Regions from separate parts of the Zea mays genome. Here region 2 is linked to region 1. The links are chromatin contacts, called in public Hi-C maps. All regions are on one chromosome and are shown on one strand. Each heading gives the region's core, a stretch centred on a gene start, on an enhancer-like site or on the middle of the called end of the contact. The rest is flanking DNA. Distances are from core to core; before and after follow the strand shown. Region 1 holds the start of LOC100285944 (glutaminyl-tRNA synthetase). Region 2 has its middle 40 kb from the start of LOC103636824.

Region 1 (4,977 bases), core at 724-3,223:
TACGACATAAATGTAAGGACATTTGTAAAATTGATAATTGACACATGATGTTTCATAACCTCAGTTTTGCTAGCTTAGGCTGTCAGGGAAGTGATGCATCAATGGATCAATACTGTTTATTGATTATAATGAAAAGACTCGAGTAAGGAATTGATAAATAACTGTTAAAATCAAGTCAGCGCAATGTATGGATCTATGCATCTTGTTATGGCACATAATATTTAATGTATAAGGAATAATGTTAAAAATAAATGGCCTAATTTGTCTCAGACATTTTTTTGGTGCATCACTGATTGAGTTATGCTATATGCATGGAATTGAATTGTATATACAATGTTTATTTGAATTTTCTATCAAACTATATCTTGTACCAATATCAGTGCTACTACTCAAGGATGTTGTTGCAAATGAGTTGTGGAGAACCGTAGATGCAAATGGTTGGAGAGCATCTTCTGCACCACACATCTATTGGCCTCGTAAGTTTCTCCAGTCCTATGCCATTCCGAGTGATGGCAAAATAAAATTCTGAAATGCAATCTCTCTACCTGCAGACATACCAGCTGAATCTGAGAGCAATGGGTACTTGTGTGTCCGGTGCAACGGCGGCTTGACCTTACAAATCAGTGTTGTATGACTAATATAAAACTCTCTCTCTCTAAAGTAGCATAGTTCACCATGCAAGTTTTGTGTATTCATGGCAACATATCTGAAAGATTTAAGATTACTTCTACCTTGATTTTGTAGATATGAAATGTTGTTGTCATTGCACGAATCATTAATGACTTGATTTTGCTCTCTATATGCTATCTTAGAAGTTTCAGAGTTCATTGTTTGTCCGCAATTCGAAATTTACTGTTAGCTATTGTTCTTGAACATTCCTTGATTTTATTTCTTGAATATGCACCTGATTCATCTAATGGAGTCATGGAACCACAGTTTGTGCAACTATTTTGGATGACCGATTTTATTTCTTGTGTCGAACATTTGGCAATTAAGAAATAGAAGATTACTTCCCCAATATCCCTTCTTCCTAATCTCACCATTCACGTTCTTCTGGGGAACAATCACTTGCTATTACTGACTGACATGTCCACTCCTCATATGTCAGATATTGGTGTTGATATATATGTTGTTTGTTTCCATGTAATTGTTGTGCACTAACATTATCGAATAAATTGTACACCGTCGCAACGCACGGGCACTCAACTAGTTATAACTGAAATGCCGTGGAGAGAAACGGTGTTCTCTAACTCTAATCGAGTATAGTAATTATATATAACACAAAACACAAATAGCGTTTGCTGCGGAGTTTTGTTGCCCGATGCCTGTTTTTAATGTTCTCGAATATTTATCGTCCGCCTGTTCATATTTAACCTAAAACACGATAAAAAAAACCCGAAAATGGTATATGATCTATGTTGTGCGATGGCAGCCTCCACTGCAGCGACCTTGGCTCTGCTATCTCGTGACACTAGATAATTACTAAAAAGCATAATAGAATTAGATTGGTCGTTGTAACGGAATCCTGGCCCATTGTTACATGGGCCCTGCCAGAGAATTTGGCCGACGCGAAGCACGTTTTCGCTTCAGCAAAACCAGTATCATGGCTCCATCAGTCGCTTTCAGCTTCCGTAGCACTCTGGACGTGACGTGAGGCGAGAGATTCTCGCGACGTGGTGTGGTGGATGGATTCTAGAATCCGGTTCCGCGCCGATGGATTCCGTATTTCCGTGGCAGCCAAGTGAAGCAAAGGTCAGCTACTCCCGTCCCGCGTGGTATGTAAAAAACGTAGCAGCAGTATCTTGGAACTCAAGTTTCCGTCTGCTCGAAGACGAACGTAAACGGAAAGCGGAAGCCGACGGAATCCGTCGCACGCCGTGACGCTGACGCACGCCGGCACGCCGCACGCGCTAATGGACCCGGCCCCCCTGTACAAGTGGGCCTCGATATATATCACTGGGTGCTCTTCACTTGGGTTTAATCCAACAATCCAAACCACCCACACCACACCACCCTGCTCTTCACGAGCTCCTCCACTCTGTTCTTCCCCGCCGCTCCACTGCGCCCTTCCTCCCGCCGGGATCCTAAACCCTAGCCCCTAGGGAGCGGGAGAGGCTGCTGCTGCTGCTGCTACCGCGGCGGCGCCGGAGGGGATGGGCACCGGGGGAGACGGGAGCAAGGCGGGCCCGGCGCTGCCGCTCGAGGCGCTGCTGGCGCTCGGCCTCGACCAGCGCACCGCCGAGAACGCGCTCGTCAACGCCAAGGTCACCGCCAACCTCGCCTCCGTCATAGCCGAGGTGAGCCCTCGCCGTCCGCTCGCGTCTCGCCGCACTGGGTGTCTCTGATTTTGGTCGCGTCTCGGCGGGTCTAGCGTTGGTGCGGAGTTCTGGAGAGGGGGTCTGATTTTGGTTATGCTAACCTGTGCCACATGGTGTAGAGAAATCTGCCGTTGTAATTCCGGATGCAGAGTATCTGCCCAAGTGTTTGATGCGCCCTGTAAATGGTATACGATGCCAGGATCCGTGCTGGCTGCTGCACAATCTAGTTCCTCCCAACTCCGACCGTTACTAGATCGTACAGTAGCGTAGCGTGCAATTTTGGTTCCTCGTTCTGCAAGCCTGCTGCCTAGTTCACACGTTCTATTGCAGCTCCATTTTGTCCGTGCTCGCTTAATTTCGTCACTGCGACATCTGATATCGGCTTCATGCTTGCTCAGAAGTCACATAGGAATTCAGACATTATATATCTAGTTTTTTTACTGTTCCCTTATCCACTGACTTATCCTAGCTTAAGCCTCGCTGTGATCAAATTACTATTTTAACATTTTGTTGCACTGACAATCTCTTCAAAATGTACCGCCTCCTCCCGTTAGATTAACTGGTCTTGTTTGCCTGCCGACAGGCTGGTATAAAGGAATGCGACAAGTCAGTCGGCAATCTTCTGTATGCAGTAAGCACCTAGACCAATGGAACATGAGAAAGGTATAAGTTGACGATTTTTTCTTGTGTAACTCAACTTACTCATGTGTGAAACAGGTCGCCACCAAGTACCCAACTAATGCACTTGTTCACCGTCCTGTCCTTATTAGCTATGTCTTGTCAACAAAGGTAGATCCTTAACCCTTTACCCCTCTCCATTCTTGACTTCTACGAGTTGATTTTGCTGGTGCGGACAAAGTGTTTTCCTTGTTTCACCTTCTCATTGCCTTGATGGTGTGAACATTAAAATTTTCTCTTTGCAGATAAAGAACCCCGCACAGCTAGATGCTGCTCTGTCATTTCTTACTAATACTGGTCCTGATTCTCTAGATGTGGTCAAATTTGAAGAAGCATGTGGTGTAGGTAAATTTCCTTTCCATGGCTTGTATCAATGTGCTTCTAATATAATCTATGTCGCGCATCGTTCTTAGAATTTTGTGATACGTCATTGGGCTTATCTGTTCTTCTGATACCAAGGAAGAGTCTCTGTCTAGCTCTCAGAAAATAGTCTATTCTTACTTCTTAGTCTGTCGGCCCGTTTCATCTGAAATACTTGATCTAAGAGAATAATGACTCAAGAAACTGACACTACTTTTGTTAACAGTTTATCCTCAGTCCATATCACCTGGCCATCTTATGACTACCACAATGCTGTGCCTGCAGGTGTGGTTGTTTCTATTGAGGAAATTAAATCTACTGTTACTGATGTGCTTGAGGAGAATATGGAAGCTATAAAGGAGCAGCGATATCACATAAATGGTTCGGTTTCCAATTCAACTTGAATGATAAATTGCAAACAATTTTATGAACCAAAATCCACATATGCTTACTGTTCTATATCCTATTAAATTTACAACTGTACTCATAATTCTTAGTTTAGTAATTTCCTGATGAATGACCATCGGACTAATCCTTAACCCTGTCCTTTTTTGGCTTTTCTTCAGTTGGTACACTATGCGGACAGGTCAGGAAGAGACACCCCTGGGGTGATGCTAAGGCGATAAAGGTGCAAAGCAATTATTATACAAACCACTTGTTTTATTTCAATTGTCTTTTAGTTGTTTTGAACATCTGCTGCTTGCACAGGAGGAAATTGACAAGAGGCTTGCAGAAATCCTAGGTCCCAAGACAGAAGCTGACAATATAAAACCAGTGAAAAAGAAGAAGGAAAAACCAGCAAAAGTTGAGGTTGGCAATCATGTGCACCATTCATGTTTAAAGTAGTGCAGTTTGATTTGTTGGACCACTTAGTTATGGTTTCCCTAAAATGCAGGAGAAAAAAGTTGCAGTTGCCACTGCTGCCCCACCATCTGAGGAGGAATTGAACCCGTACACTATATTTCCCCAACCAGAGGAAAACTTCAAGGTATGCTTGCTCCACTATTCTCTGACATACAAGTCGTAGTTTTGGCACTCAGGCACATTGACCAGTTCATTGATTTGTTTGTTTTTCCATCATAATAAGTTTTCTTCAGTGATCCTGATATCTTTTTATGATCTAGGTTCATACAGAAATATTTTTCAGTGATGGGAACATATGGAGAGCGCATAACACAAAGGAAATTTTAGAAAAACATCTTAAAGCAACTGGAGGAAAAGTGATGACCCGTTTTCCACCAGAACCTAATGGATATCTTCATATTGGTCATGCCAAGGTTTTGATAATTTTCTTCTTGAATGCATTTCCTTGCACAAAATTTTAAAATTGATATATATGCTTACATGCTTCATCACACAGGCTATGTTTATTGATTTTGGTCTGGCTAAGGAGCGAAATGGCCATTGCTACCTTAGGTAATACAATTTTATTTGCGAATGGTTTGCTCTAACTAACATACATTTCTACAAGCATTCATGGCTGTTAATGCTGCTTTAGGTTACTCTTCTGTGCAATTATAGTGCAAAATAAATTAGAAGAGTTTTCTTTTCATCTTTGTTTCCTTCTAACCTTATGTTGTAGATCTTTGAAAATTTTGCCTGTCTTTTTATATGATATTTA
Region 2 (4,603 bases), core at 24-2,523, 280 kb after region 1:
TAGAAATATATATGGTCTGATTCTAATATGATCCGATCTTTAACTTTATAGTGTAAAATTTAAAGCTAGATACCACCCCTATACATACATAATGCGATTTACCATAGACTTTTATTTGACATACACAACTGACGACACATAATCAGTTACTAGGACACAAAGCCGTAAGAACTTCTAAAAGGATGGAACAAAGTCGTCTTGCCACACAAACGTAAACAATATAATGCAAGTTTTCCACAGACGACCTTTTCATTTTACATAGGACTGACTAGCACATGGAAACTTGAAAAGGGAACGGTTTGATTCGGAGAACGACAAAGCTTTACATGCGAATATAAAATGCTCTCCCTCGTGAATGAGAAGAGGAAAACCGCAACTTGTCCGAAGCCATCAGCTTAACAAACGGTTCGTTCAATTATATGAATTAAAATTAAAAAGACACGGCGCGGATTTACACTACCGATACGCTGCATGACTGGTCTTCTTTGCCGAGTATTCTAAACACTCGGCAAATGTCTTTTTTATTTGACAAAGTTTTTGTTGAGTATTATATTTAACAAAGAATACTTGATAAATATTTTATTGGTAAATGATTCTTCGTCGACTATTTTTTCTGCAATTGGTAAAGACTTCGCCGAATATAAAAAACACATAGATGACTCAAGATAATCCAAATGATATTATGGATCTTTGCATCTTCGATGACTAATATGAGAGATAAATAACGATCTAGACCATTAATTTGTATGTAGTTGGATTACTTTGATATATAAAATTAACTAGATTAGGCATGCCCATACACGTGCATGGGGGTGGTTGTTGAGGAGAGTACGTACATCTAGTAAAGAAAAAAAATAGTGTATTATTGGGGGGTAAGTATGAACTGATGGATTTATTCATTGCTGACCATCACTACTTGGTAGATGCTAAAATTCACCAGAATTAAGTGTTCGACACTATACTTTGTATATGGCCCACGATATATTTCATATGCATGCGTTAGGATTTCAAAAGGCTAGGAATAAGACCCATTCACAGAAGAATGTAGTACATATGAGAAAATGGATTGGAAGCGCATGCACGCGGGTGTTCTCTCTCTCCATTTTTTTTTCTAAGAATCACCTCGAACCATGTTATATGTTGTACGTACACGAACACGAGTATCTACTACGGCTGGATGTTCGTTAGCCGAGAACAAGAACAATTACGGGCCCAAACAGTGAAAAGGAAGATAGCTTCGGCCCAACAAGGTAAAATGAGCAAGCCCATCAACTACATAAGCTCGTTAGTTGCGTACGGACCACTACGTTCCTACCAATACCGCATTACGGGTTCGTACATAGTTAGAGATGGCAACGGATATAAATCCGTCGGGTTTTGCTATCCCAAACTCGTGCCCGTGAAAAATATTTACACCTATTAAAAAACCCGTACCCATGACGGGTTTGAATTTTTGCCCAAACCCATACCCATTGGGTTTGCGGGTACTCACGGGTTACCCGCGGGTTTTTATCTCCAATATGCTTATTCTTTTTATAATCAATAAGTATCGTACTGATTAATGAGATCATAGTCCAAAGTTTATATAATGAACAATGAGTTCATGATTTGGTATAAATAATATTAGTAGAGAGAATTAAATATAAATAATACGTTGTATAATTAAGTTACCTTGCACTAAGTTATACACACCACATATATAACGCTAGTAATAACTATAATAGCAAGCAAGCAACACTATCACCAACTACTTATACATTCACTATTTGATAAAAATTAGGAAGTAAATAGGTAGATAACACGTTTGTTGTTCGTTTATAAAATAAAATGACAATATGCATTAGGTTTGGTCGGGTTTAAAAAACCCACGGGTTCACGGGTTTGGGTACAATCAGAACAAACCCGTACCCATGAACCCGTCGGGTATACATTTATACCCATTAACAAACCTATGGGTATGAAAATTGATCCAAACCCGTACCCTAATGGGGTAAAAACACATCGGGTTTCGGGTACCCATTGCCATCTCTATACATAGTGTAGGTCTGGAGGTATACGTGACCAACGAGTCGTGCTGATTTAATCGGATCAAAGCACGGTTCGGTACGGATAAATATATGGTGGGTTAGATTGGGATAAAGTTGGATCACAGATGGGTTGTGCTAGGTCGTACTCAAGTTGATGGGCTATTTATGTCTAGTATCGTGCTAAATGAGTCGATAGTGCTTATACCGTCCGATGGGTTTGTATCTAAGCCCAAATATGATCCATAATAAACCTCGAGCTGGCCAGACATAGTTACTGTCGTGTCGTGCCATGTCCGTGCCAAAATAAGTGTGCCTCGTGCTGGTCCATATAGACCGACTCATGTGGTCATCTGTAGCCTGGAGGGCAAGTGGTCGATGGATGTGCAAGCTGAAAGATCAAATTAATCTGATCCACGTGCAACAAATAATTGACACAATAGTTGAAAGATTCAAAGCTCCTTCATATTTCATATACGCTTCATTATGCTCGTTGTGTTAGGTTTAATATAGATATATAGCTCATACCTTATTTAATTGGATCAAACTAAGGCCATGTTTCAATCTCATGGGATAAACTTTAGCTTCCTGCTAAACTTTAGCCATATAAATTGAAATGCTAAAGTTTAGCTTCTTGGGTGTCTGAACTACTCTAATAAAGTTTAGCACATTGGAATAAAAAGACATGCATGCCCTAATGCAGAGAGAGAGAGATTGGAGTTGGAGGGTGTTGGAACTTGCTCTCACTCGCAAGGGGGGCCAACAGGGGTGAACGATGACGTTGACAGGGTTACGTGCTAGATGGCAAAAGCTCTGTTAATCCGGCCTCTCACGGGCACTGTGCGGGGGTATTTATAGGTACCTGAGCGCCCAGCGCTTTGTGCTAAGGACGCATGTGCCCTCAGCTACCTAGGTTATTCCCAGAATATTCCCATAAAGCAGGGTTACAGACTGTAATTACAGGGATGCCTTTACAAATTAGACCCGTAACACGCGGCGGCCACGCAGGGCCCGTTACAATGGGCCAGATCACACGTGGGCCTCTGAGCTGGACGAGGCCGCACTATGAGATGACCCCGTCACAGGCCTTCGTCTGGTGCCGAATCGAGCGGAGGGTGTCCCTGTAGGATTACGGGGAGGCTACGCTAGCGCAAAACAAAATTTTCATCCCCATACACTACACGACGGTTCACTTACAGCGACCTACGGTTGGTTGCTAAAACGGCCTTCAGCGACCTACGGTTGGTCGCTAAAAACTTTTAGCGACCCATAAGGATGGTCGCTGCAAGTGCCGTCGCTAAAGGCTTTAGCGACCGACATCTTTTTAGCGACCGACCGTCCGTTGCAAATATTGTATATTTAGAGACCAACCGTGGGTTGATGTACTATAGATTTAGCAACCAACCGTAAGTCGTCATACTATACATTTAGCAACCAACAGAAAGTCGCCCTTTTTACAGTTGTTATTAATAATAATATACATTTAATTAAGCACCACAAATCACAGATTTTTATACACAAATCATAAAGACATACACAGTTAATCAGTATACCACAGTCATAGATCCATCACATAAATACAAAAGCACCACAATTATATATTCACAAAAGCATCACAATTATAATATCATTCACAACTAGATCATTTACAGATAGCTAGCTAGATCATTCACAAAAGCTCCAGAGATGATCAGTCACAAAAGCACCACACTAAACTCAGATTACTCCTTCGCCGCCTGTCCTCCCACAACTAAACTCTCTCTTACCAAATTTCTGCCATAAAGAAGGAACAAATAAACTTAGCTACGAAAAGCTGCCAGTTCCAACTCTGTCAAAGCATTTGGAAGGATCCGTAGACACTAGATAAATATCAGCTAGCGTGCGCTATTTGGTGCTGCTAATCATCTGGCTGACTGAGGTGTATGATCCCACGCATGCACATACGACGCCGATCATTATGATGACTATGCACAGGATGATCTGGAATGAAAACCAAAGTTAAGTTAGATCACAGACAATTCAGTGTCCAGCTATTTCGGGGTTGGGATTCTGGAAGTGTTGTTTACCTCCCACAATGGCACTGCGCCCTTCTTGATGGAGAGGTAGCACGCACATGGGAGTATCAGAGCCTGTAAACCATCAAGCAACTTGTTCAGTTGGGTTGGCCAAAGGAAAGTACAGTGCACGAGTTTAGGTGAAAGTGTTTCTCACAACCCAGAACAGGCAACCCAGAACAGGCAGAGGATGACTGCAATTGTCGCCATCACACCGTCAGCTGAGTACAAAAGATGGTCAGGATCAGGACCCAGGGGGAAGAAAAAAAATCCTTCTTTCACTGAAAGATTACTTAACTTTATTGCTTATATAAACTAACTGAACTATTAGTGGTACGAGTCAATTCTAATAGTGTCATTGCTTAGAAAGATTGTTCTGGCTGACTAAAATAGTCCTACATTCCTTTGAAAGATCAGGAAAAAAAAGAAACAATGTTGTAAGGATTCTACTACATTTTAGCATACCAGAAAGATACGAGAGGAGACTGAGGTTCCTGAGACAGACTGTTTGGAGAATTGCCAAGG

Evidence for each region. A called contact is a pair of places that touch in the nucleus more often than the background predicts.
Region 2: a contact with region 1 is called in a Hi-C map of tassel, with 3 times the contacts expected there. The contact joins the enhancer-like site here to the promoter of LOC100285944 in region 1. A contact is called at or near these places in 3 of 25 Hi-C or Micro-C datasets (ear, leaf and tassel).

What each region holds. Positions count from the first base shown.
Region 1 is chr8:22,400,332-22,405,308 of Zm-B73-REFERENCE-NAM-5.0, forward strand. It overlaps LOC100285944 (glutaminyl-tRNA synthetase), which reads left to right and starts at 1,974. Exons shown (of 22, transcript NM_001158833.2): 1 at 1,974-2,297; 2 at 2,902-2,949; 3 at 3,036-3,107; 4 at 3,242-3,341; 5 at 3,642-3,737; 6 at 3,923-3,984; 7 at 4,065-4,166; 8 at 4,252-4,344; 9 at 4,481-4,633; 10 at 4,717-4,772. The coding sequence starts at 2,154. LOC100856985 reads left to right here. Exons shown (of 9, transcript XM_035961636.1): 8 at 381-476; 9 at 552-799.
Region 2 is chr8:22,685,783-22,690,385 of Zm-B73-REFERENCE-NAM-5.0, forward strand. It overlaps the pseudogene LOC100273737. Among protein-coding and RNA genes, the nearest start is that of LOC103636824, 40 kb to the left of the region's middle. Within about 2 kb of position 1,274, at least 10 of the 20 cell types and tissues checked have an H3K27ac peak or open chromatin away from gene starts, as enhancers often do. A contact at or near this core is called in ear, leaf and tassel, where this site is marked.